Regions from separate parts of the Mus musculus genome. Here all the other regions are linked to region 1. A link is a contact called in public Hi-C and HiChIP or PLAC-seq data. All regions are on one chromosome and are shown on one strand. Each heading gives the region's core, a stretch centred on a gene start, on an enhancer-like site or on the middle of the called end of the contact. The rest is flanking DNA. Distances are from core to core; before and after follow the strand shown. Region 1 holds the start of Mia2 (MIA SH3 domain ER export factor 2). Region 2 overlaps Mia2 (MIA SH3 domain ER export factor 2). Region 3 has its middle 25 kb from the start of Fbxo33.

Region 1 (3,251 bases), core at 29-2,528:
AATGATGCCCACGGCATGCTGGGTGACATTGTAGACTCTTCCGGTTTTGCCGCGGTAGCACTTATGGGGCATTCCTTTTTGAACAGTGCCCATTCCCTTGATGTCTACAATATCACCCTTCTTGTAGATTCGCATGTATGTGGCCAAAGGAACAACGTCATGTTTCCTAAAAGGCCTAGAGAACATGTACCGGGTGCCTCTCCTCTTTCCCTTTATGTTCGTCATTTTGGCGAGTTACTGGAAGATGGCTGCGGCGGCCGAAAGCCACGTTTAATTTTTAATGTGTGGAATAACTCTCTATTTCTGTTTTCTCACAAGAGATGACTTAAAAACACACAGTAGCTTGTGTGTTGCTCTACCACAGCACCTACGTTTAGATTTATTCTTCACTCACTTCATGATATTGGATAGCTTAGCCTGTGTCTACTGTGGCTTATGTGCAAATATTAAGGTGATAATGTCACCGGTCCCAGAGAGCTGGTGTAAAGTTGAGATCACATCAAGAACTACTCACATTATCTAGGCACTTCAAATAATATGTGGATCATAGTAATAGTTATTATGTTTTAACTATTATTCTAACTGTGACTTCATAACAACACTGAAGATTTTTTAACATACCCAAAGGAATAGCTTTTCTGATAATTTCATCATATTTCAAAATCATACTTTTGACATAAATTGATAATGCTTTTTATATAACTATACATCTTCTTTTTAATGTCACAGGTATGGCAATTGTTTCTGGTTAATGTATTTGAAGTTTTTTCCCCCAAAAACAATAAATTCATTTTTGATTATGCGTTTAACTTTTAAAATTACATTTATCATTTACACATATACCCTTTCTGTCAGTCGGTGTGAGTGTGTGTGTGTGTGTGTGTGTGTGTGTGTGTGTGTGTGTGTGTGTGAATGAGTGTAGATCAGACTGCCACTTCTGGAATCAAGTCTGTCCTTTTACCAAGTGGGTCCTGGGTAATATTAAACTCAGGTTATCAGGCTTCATGATAAGAGTACTTATTAACTGAGCTATTTTCTGGCTCTATACCTTCTCTTTTGAAGGTAGAACCTGCATGTAGTAAATATTTGGTTTGTACTCATTGACTCATCTGCCTGAAGACTGTGGCAGAGATTGAGGTACCTTCTTTGGAGGCTTAAGAACCGTCAGACCGAGCACAGGGTGCCTTTAAGTGAGTCAGTTTCACATGGGCTACTTTATAACACATTGGTCCGGCTAAAACCCCTGTTAATTATTAAGCCCTTCGGTATCATCCGGCTACCTGACTCTGCAGACTGAGACCAGAGAGTGTTAATTTCTGAAGCTGGGCCAGCGCCCCATCGGGAAAATGTAGCTACGAAGGGATTGAAGAATACACAGCTTTTTCCTCTTGCGCTACGGAAGGGAGCGTCGCATGGGCTGTTTTTCTGGCATGCCTGCCGCCTAACATTCTAACGCTTGTCCAGGATCCTTGGTGGCTTGTTTAGGCATGGCGGAAGTCAGTGTTCAAAGAATCCTTCTTTTGGTTGTTTCTCTGGCCAAGTGTCTGGAGGGTACAAAGTTGCTGGCACACCTTAAGAAGTGTGGTGACTTGGAATGTGAAAGTAAGTTCGCTTTTCTTATTCTCTCTTACACTGAGTTCTAAAATCACATTAAATCTCACGGTGAACTTGTGGGGCAAAAAGTCAATGTTAGTAGTATTGATGGCTATTTGAATTATAAAGTATAGCTTCAGGCGAAAAAGGGAATTCTAGAAGCAAAGCATTTTGTGGCAGCATAATTATAAATTTTACACATTTAATAAATTTAATAATTTATATGTTAACATAAGCATAAAGACAAAAATTACACTGATAGAACTATGGTAGAGATAGTATTAATTCGTGTGTCAAAAACTAAATAACCAGCTTTTTAGCCATTTTTGTTTTGTTTTGTTTTGTTTTGTTTTGTTTTGTTTTGTTTTAAAGATAATTGAGTTGTTTGGAAAGCCATCGGGCAGTTTGTTAACTCACTGTCGATGAAGCTCATATGGGTTAGTTTCTATTTCACAATCAGAACTTTCCGATTCTCATGAGTTTCCCCCAAAATGTTTTTACTTCAAACCATCATTTTGAAAACTGTTTAGATGTCCAAATTTTATCAAATGCTAATCATTTGTGTCAGTTTATTATGTAAAAATGCTAAAATAAGTGTTTCAATGTGTGTGTATGATGTATAACATTTAATATGAAACTTTCTTAAGTCTCTATGAAGAGACATTAATTTCTACTTTGTTTATTTTTATTTTATATATATGGGTATTTTGCATGTATGTATATATATATATATATATATATATACACACACATACATACATATACATACACCACATATGTGCCTAGTGCTCATAGAACCCAGAAGAGGGCATTGGATTCCCTGGAACTTGAATTACAGACAGTTACGAGCTTCCACATAGTGCTGGGAACTGAACGTGGGTCTGCAAGAGGATTAGAGGCTCTTAACCACTTCGTCATGTCCCCAGCCCCAAGAACTTAATTTTTTGGTATCTACATAACTGCAAAATAATTTTATTCTGCCAAGTATAATGGCACCAGGAGGCAGAAGTAGGCAGAGCTCTAGTTCCAGGCCAGCTTGATCTACACAATGAGTTCTTTGTCTCAAAAGGACAACAGGAAAAAAGATATCCTCATCTTAGAGTTCCTGAAAAAATTCCTATCTTTTCAAGATGAAAATTATGTCTAATTTTGCAAAATGTAAATTAAAATGCAATATGTGACACAAAAATGTCTAAGACATGCAAGTATATTTAATGATTTATTTACCTCTGTTTTGTGTGTATTAGTGTATGCCTCCACGCATGTAAAGGCATTGGGTGTGTGCCTGGTGCCCCAGAGGCCAGAGAGCATTCTGACTAGACTAGACTAGAGCCACAAATGACAATGAGTCACAATGTGGGTGCTGGGAATTGGATGCAGGTCCTCTAGAGGAGCAGCCAGTGTTCCCATCTGCTGAGTCACTTCTCCAGCCCCAGGAATTTTTGTTTTGTTTTGTTTTTGTTTTTTGTTTTTTTGTTTGTTTGTTTTGTTTTCGAGACAGGGTTTCTCTGTGTAGCCCTGGCTGTCCTGGAACTCACTCTGTAGACCAGGCTGGCCTCGAACTCAGAAATCCACTTGCCTCTGCCTCACAAGTGCTGGGATTAAAGGCATGTGTCACCACTGCCCAGCAGAAATATTTTTATAAGTAAAAACCATGT
Region 2 (3,783 bases), core at 539-3,038, 77 kb after region 1:
TCTGAGGACTTGACCTACATTTGGTTTTTCAGAGCATGTCAGCTGGTTCACAAGTGCCCATAATGTTAGTTTCAGGAGATCCGATGCCCTCTTCTGTTCCCTTGGTACACCTCCACTCATGTGCATGCACACACAGCAAACGGATCATCATTCTAGTAATTCCACTTATGTCACATCAACCAGAGTACGTGCACTTATAAAACTAAATAACATTTAAAAACAGTTCAGTGAATTGTTACATTTTACTGGCTAATGTTGTTATTGGTGAAACATTATTGGTGTAATCGTTTTTGTTCAAAATTGATTTTATGATTGCATATTGGAAAATAATTTACATAAAAATCTTTGTTGATAGTACTAAAATATATTTAAGCTTTGTTTTCTGTGAATGCTTAGTTTGTTCATTAGCTACTGTCAATTCTAATGTATGTTTTACAGTTTTAAGTCAAAGCAAAATTGAAAGTAGAGTGGTTGATGGTTATAGACTATTAGCTATTTTTCTACCTTTGCATGGTAAGCCACTTTTTGCATTTGATCCATTTAATATTGTATATATTCTGTGGCTAAACTGTAGAGTCCATAGAATGGTTGAAAAGTATGTAGAACACCATATATTTAGCCTTTGTTAATAAATAGACTACCAACACAGAAAAACAAACACACACACACACCACACACACACACACCACACACACACACACACACACACACACACACACACACACACACACTCAAACACACACACACGTACATATACACACACACATAGTATTTGTACATTGTTCTGTACTTAATAGATGTGCGGTACACATTGATTGTATTTAGTTATTAGAAACATGACCGCTGTTGACATTCTGTGAAAGTGTTTGTAGTTTCCCAGAATTATGGACATAATGACCATGTGTTTCCATTGACTTTCCTAAGCTTGTCTGCCAGCATGCTTCTTATGATTGGATATGTACATCATCAAATAATTCTAGGCCCTGATTTTTATCTAGACAGCAATATTCATTAACAAGTACCTGTTAGAGTCCAGATTCATGCTTTTGACTGGCATGAAACTCATTCCTCTATTGAATTATTTCCCCAAATTTAAAATGTTTTACATTGAGTTTAATAGATACAGATTCATATCTATTTCCAGTTATGATATTATATGCTATCATGCTGATATTTCTGTTGCTCTTAGATTTAAGTTTATTTAGATAAAATTTCAAGTGTATTATTTTTCTTCAAGCTGGCAGCTCGGACTCTTGAAAGAAATCTCAATGATTTAAGAAAAGAAAATGCCCACAACAGACAAAAGTAAGTGTCTTTGTGGGAATACTTTAAAAGCTAGAAATAGTTTCTTCATTATATAATATTTATATAAAAATAAATAAAAAATTGTAGTTCCCACAGAATCTCTTATGAAATATCTAGTTTTACTAGGTGAAAAGTTTTATTTATTTTTTGTTTGTTTGAAATGCTTTTTTAGGCTACTACAGTGGCACTTTAAAGAAGCTTTTACAAGTTACACTGTAAAAAGTGTAACTTAAATTGCTGGGCGGTGGTGGCGCACGCCTTTAATCCCAGCACTTGGGAGGCAGAGGCAGGCGGATTTCTGAGTTCCAGGCCAGCCTGGTCTACAGAGTGAGGTCCAGGACAGCCAGGGCTACACAGAGAAACCCTGTCTTGAAAAAAAAAAAAAATTAAAGAGCTCCCAGGGCCTAAACCACCAACCAAAGAGTACACGGAGGAAACCCTGGCTCCAGCCCACATGTAGCAGAGGCGGGCCTTGTCGGGAGGAGAGGCCCTTGGTCCTGTGAAGGCTTGATGCCCCAGTATAGGGGAATGCCAGGGCAAGGAGGCAGGGGTGGGTGGGGGAGCACCCTCACAGAAGCAGGGGGAGGAGGGGATGGAATAAGAGGTTTTTGGAGGTGGGAGCGACCGAGAAAGGAGATAATGTTTAAAATGTAAGTAAAGGAAATATCTGATAAAAAAAATTAAACCAGTATGAGTGGACAGAAAAGAGAGTGTGTGAAAGAGAGGGTGTGTCTCTCCCGCACAGTGAAGCTTAGAACTTCTTGTTCTTCACTGTGGGAGGATAAAGTGCTTATTGTCTCAGCCCGCGGGTTGCTGTTGTTGGGAGTCAATGTTGTACAGAAGGAACAGTGAAAGAAAGAATAAAAGGGACAGGTAAATGCTCTTCTCAGGCTGGCAGCAGTGAGTGTTGGGCTGGCCTGCCAACTGTACTTACAGCATCAGTAAAAACTAGCACCTGCTGGCTTGTAACTCAGAAATTAAAGTCAGACAGTTGTATTATTCTAGGTGTAAGGTTCAGGTACTAATAACATTTGTTTAAAAATATGACATTTAAAGATACAAAGTTTAGAAATAAAGTAGTAGAGTCACTTAATGGGATTTCCAATTTCCCAAGGGCAGTATAGGTAACTCAGGGGCGGGGTTCTGTGCTGCAGTGTGGCCTTTTCATTTACAATGGGTCAGTTAAACTCCCCGCCTCAGTTTCCTTTGTTATAAAATGATATATTTGCATTGGTTCATCTTGAATGGTTCTCCTACTTTAGAATGTAGACTCTTTGAGCTATCGCTACCAGTCTAATTTTAAAGAGCCAATAGTTCCAAAGGTCAGTGCTCCGACAAGAAGCCAGTCACCCCAAGTCAGTGTGCGGTTGTGGCAGGCATCTGGGCAGAGCACGTGAGGCCCTCTCTCTCTGCAGATGTTGAGTTTGTGAGAGCAGCTGGTTTGGAAGAGGCCTTTGGTTAAAATGTGTTTCTTTTGGATGAGTAACTAGAGATGTTTGTTCTTTATTTGCAGATTAACTGAAACAGAGTTTAAATTTGAACTTTTAGAAAAAGATCCTTATGCACTTGATGTTCCAAACACAGCATTTGGCAGAGGTAGTCTTTTTTTTTTAAACCCCTTGTTTGAAATACATATTATATATCTTTAATATATATATATATAGCATATATAGTGTACATTAGTGTAAGTTAACATTTTCAGTTAACAGTACTTTGTAATTTGTAGCCAGCTTTCTATTTGAAACTATTTCATTAAATCTTAAGTTTCTGGGTTTTGTTTTGCTAACAATAATGAAAATGATTGGTACCTCCCCTTTTCAGTAGATCTCAGGACAGATATTTAGTGTTGTCAACTCCTTGAAAAGCCCAGTGCTCTTAATAAAAATTACCAGTAGCTAATTTTTGAGACAATGAATGAGAAATACTTAAGTGGAATAGCATTTTGACTGTTTACATATTAATAATACTTGGAAATGTGCTTGATTAAAGTGAGAATTAGCATAGCTCTTCAAGAAATGCCTGAGGTAGTAACTTAAAAGGCAGGGCAACCTTAGGCTAAAGTGTCATTACTGTAATTATCCCAGGGAGGGTTAGCCCTTTAAAGATGCAGTTGGTATCTCAGCCCGTTTATTATTGAGTTAAACATTTGCACAGTTGAAGTGGAATTAAGCTCCTGTAGTTATGAAAAGAAATCTTTATAGGTGGAATCTACTTTTAATAACCTTGGAAGTCATCAAATTTTGAGAGTCAACTTTCATTAAAATGTAACTATGTCTTACATGCTAAAATATCAGATTAGTGTAGATTTTAAGTAGTAGGAAAGTTTGGAGTGGGACAAGTCTACAAGGGATTTTAGTGCAACCCAGGGTAGGTGTCTGAGGAGAGGTAAACCGTGCTGGGATCTTTCTATGAACGATTTGGGTGACAGGTGCACTTTATAAGACTTACTGTGTTTGAAGTGTGGGTTTCTTGATGTTT
Region 3 (3,615 bases), core at 748-3,247, 99 kb after region 1:
AACCTTTCTTGGAACTAGCGCTGGAGAGATGGCTCAGCTGTTATGAATTAGGCTCTCATGGCCCAATGTCAGCTTAGCCACAACCTTCTCTAACTGCAGTTCCACAGGATCTGATGCCTCTGGCCTCCTTGAACACACACGCACGCGTGTGCATGCATGCACACACACACACACACACACACACACACACACACACACACACACACAAAAATTAAAAGTTAAAAAAAAATGAAGAGTAATACTTTTTGCATACACTTTCTTGTGTTTTGTATTGACTTTTAGGAATTTGTTAGAATTTGGGTCAGAAAAAAATTACATTCTTTGGTAGTAGGTTTGTTGAAAAGACTTTTAAAGTTTACTTGTAGGTAAGTGTAAAAGTATCTTTTAATTTGCTTGATAGTGATTGTCATCTTGGAGGCTTACTGCCTCAGTCTGCTAATCCAGGGCTGGTCCTAGAAGCTTCTAGTCTCTGTGTAATCTTGTCTAGGCCAAGAATGTTTTTGGCTTCTAAGCCTTACTGCTGGATAAATTCATCTTTCTAGTTCTTTCTGATCTTTGGCTGGCTGGTTCAACTCAGCTGTTGTGGCTCAAACTCCTCTCCAAGCTGACTGATTCAATGTGGCTTCTCTTTCAGCCTCTGACTTTGCTCTGCTTGGCTTTAAACTAACTCTGGCAATCTGTTAAAAATCTTCTGGCTCCTTCTCATTCTCTGGCTCATTCTGTCTTCACCTGTGTGGAGCCTGTTCCCCCTGCGACCTGTCTGTGTAAAACCCTGCCAGTAAAATAGCCTTCTCCCCCTTTATTTCTCTGTGCTGTTCTCTCTTAAGTTGCCCCTCCTTTCTTGAAAGTTGGGAATATCCTGTTCTGTCAAATCTTTCGCTGATTCATCACTTTGCTTGCCACTTAGACATCACTTTCAAACATGGGTGCTTCCTTTTACAAACTAACTAACTTCATTGGGATTAAAGATGTGTGCAAAGGTGAGTCTGTATTCCAGCCAGAGGGATTAAAGGTGTGTGCTAAGGGCTGAGATACAGCACAACCAGAAACGTTATTTTCTTAGTAAGGAACACAGTCCCAGGGTTCACAGTGTAACCAAATATCCTGCGGCACATAGGGTTAGGAAGCTATAGAGTTGTTTTGTGAACTTTGTTGATAATTGTTGTATCTGCAGAAGTAGTTCCAGGTTCACTGTAAGCTTTCTTAACTGTAAGTTAAGAAACAACTTAAGGCTTTGTTTTCACAACATAAACCACACATATATATTTTTTTCTCAGCTATTTTCACAGAACTTGCTAGGAGTGTTAGAAAACTTTCTCTCTTTTTTTGGTTTGGTTTTTGTTTTAAATTTGAGAGCCCCCCTAAAACAAGCTCTGAAGAACATAAACTTACTGTGTGTTACAGTGAGGGGAAGAAGGGGGGGGGGCTCTTGTAAGACAGAAATGTGATTCAGCCTCGTTTGAGAAATGGGAGTATTTCTTTGTGTAAGAATTTCAAAGCTTTCCAGTGTGTAGTGGCATGAACTGTATTACCAGAAGCTGGTCACTCCTGGGCTGTGCCTCGCCCTGCTTCCCTTTGTAAGTCCTCCTCAGCTTAGGTGCCACGTCTTCAGGCTACACAGTATTTAGTCTGTATAATGTCAAACACCAGTATTTAATTTTATTTTAAATTTAAATTTCAGCAGGCCTAAGGTTGTCTCTTGCTTTTCTGGCAGTATTTGAATGTATAAATGGGTAAGTGCCTGGGCAGAGAGCTAAGGCTCTTATCTAGAGGACGGTTAAATGCATGCAGTGACTGATAGTACTGTTACTCTGTTACTTTTTTTAAACGTATGTACATCTGTTTGAGTGGATTTACGTGCACCATAGTGTGTAGGTGCTAGCAGAGGCCAGAAGGTGTTGGATCCTCCGGAACTGGAGTTGTAGTCATTTGTGAGCCACCTGATAAGGGTGCTGGAAATCAAACTGGAGTTTGCTACAAGAGCAGTGGGAGCGCTCAAGTGCCGAGTCAAGTCTCTAGCCTTGTGATTAGTTTTGTTTGTTGTGTTTTTTTGGGGGTGGGGTGGGGTGGGGAACAGAAAGTATTTGGAAAAAAGATATATAGGAGGATCTTAGGGTTATAAGTGTACTAAAAATGAGGTAACACTCCTTCATGCACATACCTGTGAAGCCGATATCTTGGTTAAAGCAAATAGATGTTTATTCTTAGAGAATTTGTTTTGTATTCAAATAGTAAGCAGTGCTTGGAAGTTGCCCTCTTCCTATCAGAGCTCAGAGGTCACGGGGCACTGGTTAACTGTCGGACAGATGCTTATGTAACATGAGGCTGGAGTGGTAACCAGGATTCCTGACCCCTCTAGGCCTCTGAATGTTAGGAGAAACTGATTTTTGCATCTGATGTTTCATACTTCTTCAAAATAACTCCGTAAAGCAGTTGCAGCTGGTGTTTTCATTTTTGTTTTAGATTTAGGAAGCAGGTCTTTGTAATTTGGTTTATAGAACCAACACTGAAGCTCAAGAGGATGTAGGTCAGCATGAACGAAAGGCCCTTCATCTCTCCAGCTAGATCTATGAGCATGAGGCAAAGGTAACAGGGAAACGTGCCAGAATATCAGAAACGTCTGAAAACAGCAAGATTACACTGCTTAATACTCAAAAACGCCGTGCTGAAAGGCTGTAAAAAAAAATCTCCAAAAAGGAAAGAAAAGAAAAAAAGCCGGGCGTGGTGGTACACACCTTTAATCCCAGCACTTGGGAGGCAGAGGCAGGCAGATTTCTGAGTTTGAGGCCAGCCTGGTCTACAGAGTGAGTTCCAGGACAGCCAGGGCTACACAGAGAAACCCTGTCTCGAAAAACCAAAAAAAAAAAAAAAAAAAAAAAAAGAAGAAAAAAAATCTCCAATGAACCAGATTATAAATAATGTCGCTGCACGTGACCTGCAACTTCATGACTACTCTAACAGATGGCATGCTGTGTAGTCTCATTTGAATTTATACTGTGTTATATATCATCAGCTCTGAAAAGTTCTCCTACCTCCTGTAGTGAGTTCAGTTCAGGTCAGGATTAGGTAGAACAGCCATGTTCTGGAGACAGTAAATGGTTGAGCATTTACCACTTTGACAAGTTACGAGTCTCTGTAGTTACTGCTACCCATGGCAAACGGGAGCTTGTCTAAGCAGAGGACAGCACTGCTCCCCTATGGATAGAAACATAACTATTTGGAAGGCAATCTGGTGTCCATATGGCAGAGGTCCATTCAGCAGAATAACAGCTGATTTCTAGGCTTTGGGATTTCAACCATGTTTACTGCACCAGACTTGAACTCCCTCCCGTGGCGAGAGTGTCTGTGGTCTCTGTGTTCCCAGGCCAGACTTCTGACTGGGCTTTCAGTACCAGACATAGACTCCCTTCTCAGGATCATTAAATCCCATCAGAAGCAATTGCCTATTCCCATTTGGCTGATTCGGCATTTAAGTCCCCTCTTGATTATTTCTGAAATTACTAAACGTGTTAACTTTACATGTTCAAATAATGTCCATAAGAGCATGTTTTATTTTTGCATTAACTTAGAAATCTGAAACTCTCATTTTTCTATGTGGTATTTTAATAAAAATTA

What was found. A called contact is a pair of places that touch in the nucleus more often than the background predicts. HiChIP or PLAC-seq counts read pairs in DNA pulled down with a chosen protein or histone mark.
Region 2: a contact with region 1 is called in an H3K27ac HiChIP or PLAC-seq map of embryonic stem cells, with 5 read pairs. The contact joins the enhancer-like site here to the promoter of Mia2 in region 1. A contact is called at or near these places in 1 of 39 promoter capture datasets (macrophages), 3 of 115 datasets of contacts at active chromatin or transcription factors (embryonic stem cells, intestinal crypt epithelium and intestinal villus epithelium) and 3 of 9 other capture datasets (adipose tissue, liver and pancreatic islet).
Region 3: a contact with region 1 is called in a Hi-C map of liver, with 3 times the contacts expected there. The contact joins the enhancer-like site here to the promoter of Mia2 in region 1. A contact is called at or near these places in 3 of 39 promoter capture datasets (embryonic stem cells, macrophages and neutrophils), 2 of 484 Hi-C or Micro-C datasets (liver and nephron progenitors) and 3 of 9 other capture datasets (adipose tissue, liver and pancreatic islet).

Annotation. Positions count from the first base shown.
Region 1 is chr12:59,094,313-59,097,563 of GRCm38.p6, forward strand. Mia2 (MIA SH3 domain ER export factor 2) reads left to right here and starts at 1,279. Exons shown (of 30, transcript NM_001368839.1): 1 at 1,279-1,602. The coding sequence starts at 1,488. It also overlaps the pseudogene Rpl21-ps3.
Region 2 is chr12:59,171,288-59,175,070 of GRCm38.p6, forward strand. Mia2 (MIA SH3 domain ER export factor 2) reads left to right here. Exons shown (of 30, transcript NM_001368839.1): 23 at 1,238-1,305; 24 at 2,819-2,901. Among named protein-coding and RNA genes, the nearest start is that of Gm24233, 39 kb to the left of the region's middle. Within about 2 kb of position 1,789, at least 5 of the 459 cell types and tissues checked have an H3K27ac peak or open chromatin away from gene starts, as enhancers often do. A contact at or near this core is called in embryonic stem cells, where this site is marked.
Region 3 is chr12:59,192,949-59,196,563 of GRCm38.p6, forward strand. No RefSeq gene overlaps it. Among named protein-coding and RNA genes, the nearest start is that of Fbxo33, 25 kb to the right of the region's middle. Within about 2 kb of position 1,998, at least 21 of the 459 cell types and tissues checked have an H3K27ac peak or open chromatin away from gene starts, as enhancers often do. A contact at or near this core is called in liver, where this site is marked.